Linked DNA regions of Rattus norvegicus: region 2 is linked to region 1. The links are chromatin contacts, called in public Hi-C maps. All regions are on one chromosome and are shown on one strand. The core of a region is the stretch at or near the end of the contact, and the rest is flanking DNA. Distances in the headings are between cores, read along the strand shown. Region 1 holds the start of Zfp703 (zinc finger protein 703). Region 2 overlaps LOC108348411 (a long non-coding RNA gene).

Region 1 (5,835 bases), core at 1,213-3,712:
GTGGCCTCCTGCCCTCCCACCCACATTCCTAAGTGTCTACTCTCTTTCCCTCCAACTTAGTTCCCATTAATCATTTCAAACACACATCTGCTCAGCTCCTAGAAGGGTTTCTAGGCTCACTCTCCCAGCTGGACTTTCATCTCTGTCTCCAAACTCTTCCTTCTTCCCAGTTCTTCCTCCGACACATCCACAAAGACCATCATCCCTCTATAGCCTAACATCTGCTCTTTTCTCCGGAAGGCCAAAGGACCTGGTAAGTTTGAAGTAACCCTGCAGTGAACTTTGTTAGGAAACAGGGTCTCACTCTGTAGACCCTGTTTGGGGTCTGGAGCCCTGTTTGGCTAGACTGGAACTCACTAGGTATGCCAAGCTGGTCTCAGATTCATCACGTGACCCTCCTGCCTCAGCCTCCTGGGTGCTGGCTCCCTACCCAGCCTGAAGAAGAATTTTAAAGATAAGTGTTTTCAGGGGACTGTGAGGTCAGAACGCATAGGCTGGTGTGAGCAGAGCTTAAGGGAGCTGGGGCAGGGAGTAAATCTTTGCACCATAAAATAAATGAGAAAATCCTCCTCTTTTCTGTTCCCATGCCCTTCCTGCTGCAATGTGGACCATTTCGTCAGGGTCAGGGCACCTCTGGCCATTCCTTTTCAACTCATTTTATAAGATCTAAAGATGAGGGAGGGGACAGTCAGGCAATTTCTATATACATTGATTTATCCATCCGTGTGCATCCAGGGAGAGTTTGAGTTTAGTGTGTGACTGGCGTGGCCTTGAAAGCTGCCTGCCGTCGTCTGTCCGTCCGTCCTCTTTCCTGAGCATCATAAAGTTTATGATTGTTCTATGAGTAGTTATTTCTCTCACTTTGAAGATTCCTTTGAAAGTTCTTGTTCTCACGTTGTGTTGAGTCATTGGTACCAGAGTCAGAGGGAAAAGAAAAAAGGGAAAAAGGAAAAAAAGAAAACAAAAAACAAAAAACCGTGGGTCAGCACCACGCACTCAGAACCACATAGTCCTGGGCAACACAAACACAATACAAAGACAGAACTTGATGGTCAGAGTGACTGAGAAATCACAACTGGAAAGTGGTATTCAAAAGGAATGGCGACACCAGCGCGCCTCCACTGGCCACTGAGGGCATGCAAAAGTGGTCACTCCAGAGCTGGGACACAAAGCACCATTCTCAGCTTATTGAGACAAGAATCTAGAACTTTACGGTCAGGTCCATGACTATGTAAAAATTAAAAAAAAAAAATCTCTGACAAGTGTAAATACATACTTTTTCCGGAAGGCTTGGGGGAATCCGAGAGGGTACTGTTATTATCAATAAAAAAAAAAGTTTTATTTCGAAGTTTCCCTGGGGGAAAAACCAAGAGCAGTCTCTGGAGTTTGTATCACTCTGCAGTGCTGAGACACCCCCCCCTCCTCTAGGATACCGGCCTCTACTTTGATGCGACTCCTAACCACGTCGCCGCCGCCAAGCAGCAGCTCGTCACAGCAGGGTGAGGTAGCTTTACGACTTTAAACGGGACAAGAACCCTGAAACACACCTAAACACGATCAATAATTCAGGGCGCCCCCGGGGCGTCCCAGGAGCTTTGAGGCAGCGCTCCTTGCCAAGGGAGGCAACCTTCAACCACGCTTCACCTAGACCATCCCTCCTGGAAGGGAGTCTTTCAATTTGCAGTCTGACTGGACAAGCTCAAAGTAGTTGGAAGGGTCCAGGCAGCGCCCAGGGAATAGTGGATGCCCCCAAGGCTTCGGTGCTTCCAAGTGAACACATCCGGGAGAAGCCAATTAGGGGAAAGAGAACCGGCCGAAGCAGCTCGGAGAACCGGCCGAGCTCCCGAGGCGTAGTCCGCCCCCAGGCGGCCCCGGGGAGAGGCTTGGATCCTAGGACCGGAGCAGGCGCCGTGCGTTCCCACTCCGGTCTCCACCCTAGACACTAGTGGGAAGCAGCGGGCAACAGGAGAGCCAGCGCAGGAGAGGGCGCAGAGCCCGTGTCCAGAAGTCCCATCCCTTGTGTGACCCGTTGGCTAGGGCAGCTGGGCACAACCCGCAAAGGAAAGCGGATCCAGCGCGCGGCGAAGGCCGGGAGGCGGCGACGGGCTAGGGCGCTTTAAGACTCTCCCCGCCCACCGGCGGCGCCCGCCTCCGCCCTCCGCTCTCCCCGCCCCGGGGTCCGGGAGAGAGCTGCGATTGGGCGGGCGCGGCGATCCCTTTGAAGTGTGGCTGCAGATCGCGGCTATTTGACGTGCAGCTCGCGGAAGGCGAAGGTTTTTGTGTTGCTCGCCTGGGCTAGCGGCGGCGGCGGCGGCGGCGGCGGCGGCGGCGGCGGCGGCGGCGGCGGCGGTGGAGGAGGGGAGGCGGCACGGAGGCGCAGCGGCTGCTGCACGGCGTTCGACGCAGCGGAGCGAGCCCACCCGCCCCCGGAGCTCGCCTCCCGGAGCTTCCCCTCCCTCCCCGCCCCCCCAGTGGCGCTGCCTCCTCCAAATGAGCGATTCGCCCGCTGGATCTAACCCAAGGACACCCGAAAGCAGCGGCAGCGGCGGCAGCGGCGGCGGCGGGAAGAGGCCGGCGGTGCCGGCAGTGGTGTCCCTCCTGCCCCCGGCGGACCCCCTGCGCCAGGCGAACCGGCTCCCTATCAGGGTCCTGAAGATGCTGAGCGCTCACACCGGTCACCTCCTGCACCCGGAGTACCTGCAACCGCTGTCCTCCACTCCCGTCAGCCCCATTGAGGTCAGTCTCCCGGCGCTGCCCACCTAGAACTGAACCCACTCCTCCACCCATGCTGGGCCCTTGGCTCTGCTCCCTGCCCCCCCCGCCCCCAGTAGCTCAGTGGGACGAGAGGCCCGAAGCTGGCCACGCTGGCGGAGCTCCTGAGGAGGGACGGAAGGCAGGAATCAGACCCCTCCAGGTTCTCCCTAGACTCCTGGGTGGAAGGTTTTTGCCCACTCGCCCTTTGGAGCTGCATGTTTTCTATAGGGCTGGATTTGCTCTTGTGGTGCCCAGAGTCCTTTACTTTTTCTGTGGCCCCTTAGAGTCCTGTCCAAAGACTGCTTCTGGACCTCCCTCGCCTCCACCCCGATCTGTTCTCTTGGAAGCCAGAGGTGTCCCTCTGCATCTTCCGCGGCCTGGTGGGGCACAGTGCAGAAAACCAGGCACTCGCGATCCTGGGTCTTTCTTCACCCTACTTCTCAGGGTGTCCTCCCTGGGAGGGAGGGAGGGAGGGAGGGAGAGAGGGAATGAGAGAGGGAGGGGCTACTCACAGGGCCAACTGCGGCTCTGCCTTTAGAAGGCGCCTCTCCCTACTCTTACCCCGAGCGCCATCACCAGAAACCCGTCCCAAACGAAGTTCTCCCAAACTAAAGGCTTAAGTTTTTCCCTGGGCCAAAAAGATGGGAAAATTAGATTAAAAAGGGGGGAGAATCACCACCCCGATTACAGCGAAGTCATCTTTATCTGGGAGGGCCGTTGTTGAGTCGTTTCTCCTGCGCGCCAGCGCCCATGACACACTCAGGGACTAACCCACAAGGCTAGTGCCATTCTGCCCAGCTGCTCCGCCAGAGCCAGGCCCTCTTTGGGTGACCCTCTTCTCTAGGCCCCCGTCATTCCCCCGGTGCCTGACTCTGCCTCCCTGCGCACTTGGTGGGTCTCCTATTCTCACCGTCTTCTCATTCCCCCTTGCCACTGTCTCCCGCAGCTGGACGCCAAGAAGAGTCCTTTGGCTCTGCTAGCCCAGACCTGCTCGCAGATCGGCAAGCCCGACCCGCCGCCCTCGTCCAAGCTCAACTCCGTGGCGGCGGCGGCGGCCAACGGGCTGGGATCCGAGAAAGACCCGAGCCGCTCCGCCCCCGGCGCCGCCTCTGCGGCCGCGGCGCTCAAGCAGCTGGGGGACTCCCCGGCGGAGGACAAGTCCAGCTTCAAGCCCTACTCTAAGGGCTCCGGCGGCGGCGACTCCCGCAAAGACGGCGGCTCCTCGTCGGTGTCCTCCACCACCTCTTCGTCCTCCTCATCCCCGGGAGACAAGGCTGGCTTCAGGGTCCCCAGCGCCGCCTGCCCTCCCTTTCCCCCGCATGGAGCAGCGGTCTCCACCTCGTCAAACTCGTCTTCGCCGGGCGGCTCCCGCGGAGGTTCCCCACACCACTCAGACTGCAAGAGCGGCAGCGGCGGGGCCGGCGGCGGCGGGGAACTGGACAAGAAAGACCAGGAAGCCAAACCCAGTCCCGAGCCAGCCGCTGGAAGCCGAGGCAGCAGCGGGGACTCGGCTCACGGTGGCCCGGAGGCCACCGCATCAGGGCGCAAATCCGAACCGCCCTCCGCCCTGGTGGGGGCGGGCCACGTGGCCCCAGTGTCACCCTACAAACCAGGCCACTCGGTGTTTCCACTACCGCCCTCCAGCATCGGTTATCACGGCTCCATTGTGGGCGCCTACGCCGGCTACCCGTCTCAGTTCGTGCCTGGCCTGGATCCTAGCAAGTCTGGTTTAGTGGGAGGTCAGCTGTCCGGGGGCCTGGGCCTGCCACCCGGCAAGCCCCCCAGCTCCAGCCCGCTCACCGGGGCCTCCCCACCCTCCTTCCTGCAGGGATTATGCCGTGACCCCTACTGCCTAGGAGGCTACCACAGCGCCTCGCACCTCGGTGGCTCTAGCTGCTCCACTTGCAGCGCGCACGATCCGGCCGGGCCCAGCCTTAAGGCCAGTGGCTACCCTCTGGTGTACCCCGGGCACCCCTTGCAACCTGCGGCGCTCTCCTCCAGCGCCGCCCAGGCCGCGCTCCCGGGCCATCCTCTCTACACCTATGGCTTCATGCTGCAGAATGAACCGCTGCCACACAGCTGCAATTGGGTGGCGGCCAGCGGGCCCTGCGACAAGCGCTTTGCCACTTCCGAGGAGCTGCTCAGCCATCTACGGACTCACACAGCCCTGCCGGGCGCAGAGAAACTTCTGGCCGCCTACCCGGGGGCCTCGAGCTTGGGCAGTGCCGCAGCAGCCGCTGCAGCCGCGGCCTCTTGTCATCTGCATCTCCCCCCGCCCGCCGCCCCAGGCAGCCCCGGATCGCTGTCATTGAGGAGTCCACACACTTTGGGGCTAAGCCGGTACCACCCCTATGGCAAGAGCCACTTATCTACAGCTGGGGGCCTGGCAGTGCCGTCCCTTCCCACAGCCGGACCCTACTACTCGCCATATGCACTGTATGGACAGAGGCTAGCTTCCGCCTCGGCGCTTGGATACCAGTAACCACAGCTCTGGCCCCTCCCAGCCCTTCCCCACCCACCCCTTCCTCTCTCTGTCCCACTGCCTTCGACGCTGCAACCTCCATTACCGCTTACCCCTACCAGGATCCAGCCCAGCCCCCCACCCCACCGGACTGTGTATTTATTTACTATAATGTTAGCTTACAAGCTGGGAATCTAAGTGCATTAATGACCACATGAGTCTATGGTATGCAAAAAGTCTGTCTCCCCAAATAATACTATTAACCGCCCAGGTAACTCCATGATCCCCCACCCCCCTCTCCCTTTTTTTTTTTTTTTTTTCTTCTTCTTCTTCTTAGGTTTACGTTTTAAGGTTTCTGGGTTGTTTGGTTTGGACTGATTTGGTATTGAGGAATGAAGGGAGAGTTGGGGTTCTACACTTTTAGTTTCCCCATCTTGGGAAGTTTCTTGCATGAGTCTTAACTGTTAAAACTGCATTTTTTTTTCCTTCCCTTTTTCCTTCCACCCCATCTTGTTTCCTTCCACGTGAGGTTTTAAATTTTTTTTCCCTTTGTACAAGAAAAATCGTAACAGTTTTGGAGGAGAGGGTCAAGGGGGTTGGGGGACAACCTTGGTGGCTGG
Region 2 (5,835 bases), core at 1,470-3,969, 80 kb before region 1:
GAAGTTGGGGAAGAAAATTGTGAGCCGAAGGCAAGAAACACGATCTGGATTTCTAGAAAGTGATCTGGACTATTCATCAAAAGCCTTAAAAAAAAGTTCATAACCTTTGACCTAGAAACCCAACTTCTAAGGATCATTTCTGAGGACATCTTTAGAGGGACACAAGAAGATTTATGTACAGAGATGTATTTGTGCTGTATACAATGGAAGAGCCCGGGAAACAAGGCAGGTCATGAATGCAGCCTATGAGAGACAGGCACAGCAGGGACAGCTTTCAGACAGAGAGGAGAGAAAGTGCAAAGATGTTTATGGCAAACCTGAAAAAAGACAGACCCTCCACTCAGAGGAAATACATCAACAAGAAACATGACAGCCAAATCTTGTGGCTGTCGAGTTCAGGCTGGCCCTCTGGAGTCCACACTAAGGCCTCTGGAAGTGGAACAGTATATCATGACTGTGTTTTCCAGAAAGGAACATACAGGGTGTACATTCTGCCCACAGTATGTACGTGTGTTAACATGTATTTGCAGTATGTACGTGTGTTAACATATTTTGCTCATCTAATCTTTCCCATCTTGCAATTAAGGGCAGCTGAGATCCAGAGTGACGGACAGCTAATAGAAGGCAAAGTCATTCTACTCGGGGACATTGACCTAGTGCCACAGTTGAGGAGGACTGAGTGGGGCTGTGTTAGCAGCTATGACCAAGGTTGGATAAGGAGACAGAGGTAAGTACTACCCACTGAAAAGAAAGGCCATATCCGTAGGACTTGGTGCTAGATGAAGGTGAAGAGGGATGGGGAGGGATATGGGGAAGGAAATGTCAGGAATAACTCCCAAGCCTCTGGATTGCACTTTTCAGATTTGAGAAAAAGCATCAAACACATAGATGTGCATGCTATATGTGCACACAAGACATACATGCTAAATAAAAGCTTAGTGTGCCTATTAAACAGAGAATGAAAGAAGAGGCAAGAAATCAATGAGGACGGCTGTTTGGAACGGGATCGTGGTAGCTTTTTTTTTATTTTTACACATATGTATATTTTCTGATTTTCTTTGAAACAGGAATACATCTTTCTCTGCAATCTGAGTAAAGCGGCTTCTGCTGTGGAATGATGTGTGCGTCTGTGTATGCAGTGTATACAGGACTGCTCTTGGGCTGCTGTGGCTTCACAAACCACCTCCATCCCTTCCAGGGCTGCAGGCCTAGCACCACTTCCCAGTCACCTGGGGGGAATAAAGAAACGCCATTCCCCTGAGAACAGGGTAATAGTCACAGCCCAGAGGCTTCGATGGGGATGCTAAGAATAGGCACACCCTGCACGCCACTGAGAAGTCAGGATCTCAACTGGGTTGGACCGAGGTCATGATTTGCAGACAGCCATGGGGCCCTTGGAAGTGAAGTGGGATCCCTGTGAAGTTGGCCGATGGCTTCAGAGTGACCCCTGGAAAAGATGTTCACCTACCTGCCAAGTGTCAGAAGGATACTGGCTAACTCCATGACACTGGAAGAGCTCCTTCTGGGTTCTAGAAAGAACGGTAGTCAACACGGAGTCATCGGACTCTAACCACAGTCATCCAAAGTGATAATCATGACAACCAACTCCCAGGGTCATGAGAAGGTCAAACATCCCTGAGTGAGGACCGCGAGGACTGGCACACCACTAAAGTGTTAACTGTGACATCCATAGTCACGGTTAAATATGTGAATGAGACGATAACCTCTTAAACAGCCAGACTTGCAACAGTTCGCACATGTGTCCTTACAAACACAGTGAGAGCTGATAATTACAGCTGAGGACCATTAGTCATTTGCCAAATGATTTCACTTGAACCCTGTGTTCATTAATTACTTCATAACAAAAACAAGCTAGGTTTTACTGCCCGGTTCTTACAGGTGATAAAAGTGAGTCCTGAAGGTCTGTCTGATTGTCTCCTGGAGACATCCATACATTAATAAGCAGTATTTGAAACCCAGTCCTGACCCAGTTGCGCCCCTACTGGCCACACATGCCCCAGGACACCTAGCATTTATCTACCGAGTCATAAACTCAATTTCTGGACTTCTCATAAAGCAGCTTGGAGTCAGACCATTGGTGAGGGAGACTCTAAGTGAAGAATCAGGTAGGCCAATAAAGCAGGTGTCCTCCCTCCAAGTATGGTGCATTCCAGCACTCAGGAAGTCGAGGCAGGAAGGTCTTGAGTTCCAGACCAGCCTGGGCTACACCTAGCAAGACCTTCTCTTCTCTCAAAGCAAACCCAAAAGCTAGCACACACACACATACTCGCTCCAATCTGCATTGTCTCCTGCTTTCGGCTGGGACTGAGATCAGAGCTATTTGTCTGCTTACCTGATGGGGCTACACCGTGCTCTGAAGACCAGCAGCCATAGCAGATCCTGGGCCCAGCAGGCCTAGGAGCTGCCCAGGCTTTTCTGAGCCTGCCCTAGCCCCAGGCCACTGTCAGGTTCACCTAGCAGAAAGAGGGGAAATGTATTCAGAGGTACAAGGATGGGGAGACGACCACTAAACCCCACCTCTGAGCTCTTCCAAACCAAGATCTGATCTTAGCCAACTAGCCTGCCCTCTACTGAGGCCACAAGCTGCTGCCAGCTCCAGCCTGGCTTTGTGCCAGCCTTCAAGTGTCGCCTTGAGCTGGGAGAACTCAGCAGCTCTGAGGCACTGACCTTCCTGCCAGAGCCATGCCAAACACCTGTCACAGGCCTGAGTACTAATGACAGGCCTGAGTGAGTGGCACCGAGTTGAGCAGCTGTGCTAGTGGCATGCCCTTCGAAGGTCAACGGAGCACATTTACGCAGCCTTGGGGGAGCACAGGGGTGGGCGGGGCCGTCACCCTTCAAGCAGAGCAGGTAGCTCCATTACTTGAACTGAGGCTCTCCCAGCCGTACGTGTAATTGACATCCCTCTGGCATTTTTTTTCTTTTGTCCTATAGAACAGAAGGAAGAGGAGAGAAAGGAAGCTGTATTTGCCCCTTGTAGCCCTGCTGACTGCCCAGGAGAGTGGAGTAAGCCCACCTGACACACTTCAGGAACTATCATCCCAGAACTGGGACTCCCAGAAGGTTCTTCCCCCACTGACTTTGAAGCCCACCCCACTCACTCCAGGAAGTCTACACTCCTGTGCTGAGCTCCTGAGAGCAGCTCATCCTACTGGATGCAATGGGCAGCCTCTGCCTTTCTTCCTGCCCAGCTCCCCAGATTTTCTAAGCCTTGCTATGGCACCTCCTGGCCACCCTCAGGAAGCCACCTGTCTCCACCCAGGGGCTCTGAGATGTCATGTCAGAGCACAGAGACAATTTAAACTGCAGGCTTTCTGAAAGGAGGAATCATCACCAAAGTCCAAGTCCAAGGCTAGTTGGGAAGGTACTAGACTGCAGGAAGTGAGTATCTAGCTATACAGTGCTCTCGGCAACCTACACCCTTAGGGAAACACACCTAGACCCCAGGAGGAGGCCTGGAACTTCTTTTCCTATATGTGTACCTATGAAGGTATATTGATTAGGAACAATAAAAAACAAACCTACAAACTACTAATAAAATAGAACAACTAGAACATTCTGTAATAAAGGTTATAAGAATATGGGAATTTTCCCTTTCTTGTTCTCCCTCTCTCCGTCCCCTCTCCCTCCCTCATGCTTTCTCCTATGCTGATGTGAGGTGTCACAATGCTGAACCTGACCACAGATACTCAAAGCCTAAAGACATGGACAGCAAAATCACAGATAAGGGGACCACTGTAGATGCCACACGCATGAAGGATCTTTACAGAGAGCAAAGCTTGATCGCTTCCCTCCTGGTTTGTTCTCGGTTAGGGAGAATCCATGAAGAATCCAGATTGTTGCACATCCTGAGCAAGAGACCGGGGATGAAGAGCTGTGTCGGTGAAGAGGCTCAGAGTCCCTGTTACAAAGGAGATGGTGAGAGAGGTGGGAGCTGCTTGGACAGAGTCGGAAAGACCCAGGCTCAATGCCCAAACCCACGGGAAAGTGCAATGCTGTGGCACTCATCTGTAATCAAAGCACGCCGGTAGCAAGATGGAAACCAGAGGCAGGGAACTTGCCCACATGCTCATGGGCCAGCTAGTGCAAGGTCTAAAGAAACTACAGGGAGGAGAACAGCAAGTCTTAAAGAAACTACAGGGAGGAGAACAGTAAGTCTTGAAGGTTGTCCTCTGACCCGCATACATGAAACCTTAACAAGGGTTAGCACTGTAATCAACATGTGTGTGTGTGTGTGTGTGTGTGTGTGTGTGTGTGTGTGTGTGTGTGTAAAAGACATGTAGGCACCCAAGCTCTGGGGAGGAGGTGTACTCAATGGGGGAAGGCACCCAGATCTAAAAAGTTTCAGAGATTTGGATGCGAGGCAGTGGGATCAGTGAGAGACCCACTGAGAGCAAAGAGCGCAAGAACCCTAAAGATGGCGTTCCCGAAGACCATCTCTCCGTGGCCCAGGCAGTGATCCAAGAGTCAGGAGGAGTCAACAGAGATAGCAGTTCTGCTTCAGGAAAACAGGACGGGTGTCTGGGGAGGGGGCGGGGGGAGGAATATCCCGATGCTGATTTTTAGGGGGTTGTGCGTGTGATACACAGTGGGTGGTGTTATTATTATAAAACGATGTCAGGAATAGACCACAGGCCTCCCAGCAGATGCCAAGGCCAGATGGAAGGCTGACAGTGTTTCCACCTCACTTGCTCCCGTGTCCCAGGATCCCCCCCTGAGCATCCCCAAGGGGCCCAGGCAGCTAGCACTTCATCAGCAAAGTAGAGGGAAACTGTGGCGAAGAATCAGCAGAGTTTAAAGGCACCTTCCTTCCCACCAGGCCTCTCAGCCTGTCTCCAAGGTTTCCCCTTACCTCTCAGGGCACTGTTCCAGGTAGGGACAGCTGAGACTGCAGCCGAGTAGCACAGTTCACCTAGACACCAAGTGGCAAGGGTATTGAGCATCTCTGGCTGCACAGGCACTGAGAATTTAGTGACAGTCTCGACTCACGCAGTCCTCTGTGGACCATAAATGAGAGAGTTCAGAGATGTTGAGGGCATCCCCCAAGTCACACAGCTACATAAGTATTAGGAACAGCTCTCAAGTCAGGCTTTTTTGTTTTTCTGTTCCAAGACAGTAAGAACCATCATCTGTGATCAGATGTGGATAGACTTAGAAAACAAGATTGAGCCTGGACCTCAAAGATGCTCCAGCAGATGACCCAGCAGAGAAGGCCTGAGAGTGGCTGGAAAATCTAGCTATTTCACAACCCCTCTGCCCCTCAAGGGCTGTCAAGGAAGGGACACCCCCAGGCTAACTGTGGAGCTTTGGGAAGACTTATCCCAATGTGGGGAGGGCTACGAGAGGAGAAGGGAAGTCGATGATAAAACTTCCCCCCCCCCACCGTGGAGAGCTGGTACCCAGGGAAGAACAGTGCATCCTGTCCCCTATATTTCATGACAGACAATAACAATTGGACATGTCGTTCCCCAAAACCAGAAACTCAAAGCAATTCGAGATGAACTTTCAGAATGATGAAACAAATGGCCATGCTCGTGTAACACACCAAATAAATCACACCAAAGTGAGAGTCATAATTCCCAAAAGTACACAGAGAATTGATTTTACTATGACACTCATCATGATGAACGGGGTACAACCCTGCAGGGGCCACCTTAAGTGGCTACCGTTTAACCCCTGTTCTCCCAGACCAGACCCTTCCTTTGCTGGGTCTACAGCCACAAGAAGGCTAAATATACAACTCTCTTGACACCGGCTTGAGACTGGACCTGCTCCACAAGCCCTCCTGATACAGGTACCACAGCAGGTCCTAAG

What was found. A called contact is a pair of places that touch in the nucleus more often than the background predicts.
Region 2: a contact with region 1 is called in a Hi-C map of kidney, with 2.7 times the contacts expected there. The contact joins the enhancer-like site here to the promoter of Zfp703 in region 1. A contact is called at or near these places in 8 of 12 Hi-C or Micro-C datasets (the A7r5 cell line, the Rat2 cell line, kidney and 3 more).

Annotation. Positions count from the first base shown.
Region 1 is chr16:71,780,137-71,785,971 of GRCr8, reverse strand. It overlaps Zfp703 (zinc finger protein 703), which reads left to right and starts at 2,462. Exons shown (of 2, transcript NM_001109425.2): 1 at 2,462-2,736; 2 at 3,701-5,835. The coding sequence starts at 2,491. The coding sequence ends at 5,236.
Region 2 is chr16:71,859,970-71,865,804 of GRCr8, reverse strand. LOC108348411 (a long non-coding RNA gene) reads right to left here. Exons shown (of 5, transcript XR_005494965.2): 2 at 4,874-5,018; 3 at 2,354-3,922; 4 at 1,469-1,529; 5 at 1-1,229. Among named protein-coding and RNA genes, the nearest start is that of Rpl21l3, 41 kb to the right of the region's middle. Within about 2 kb of position 2,719, at least 7 of the 93 cell types and tissues checked have an H3K27ac peak or open chromatin away from gene starts, as enhancers often do.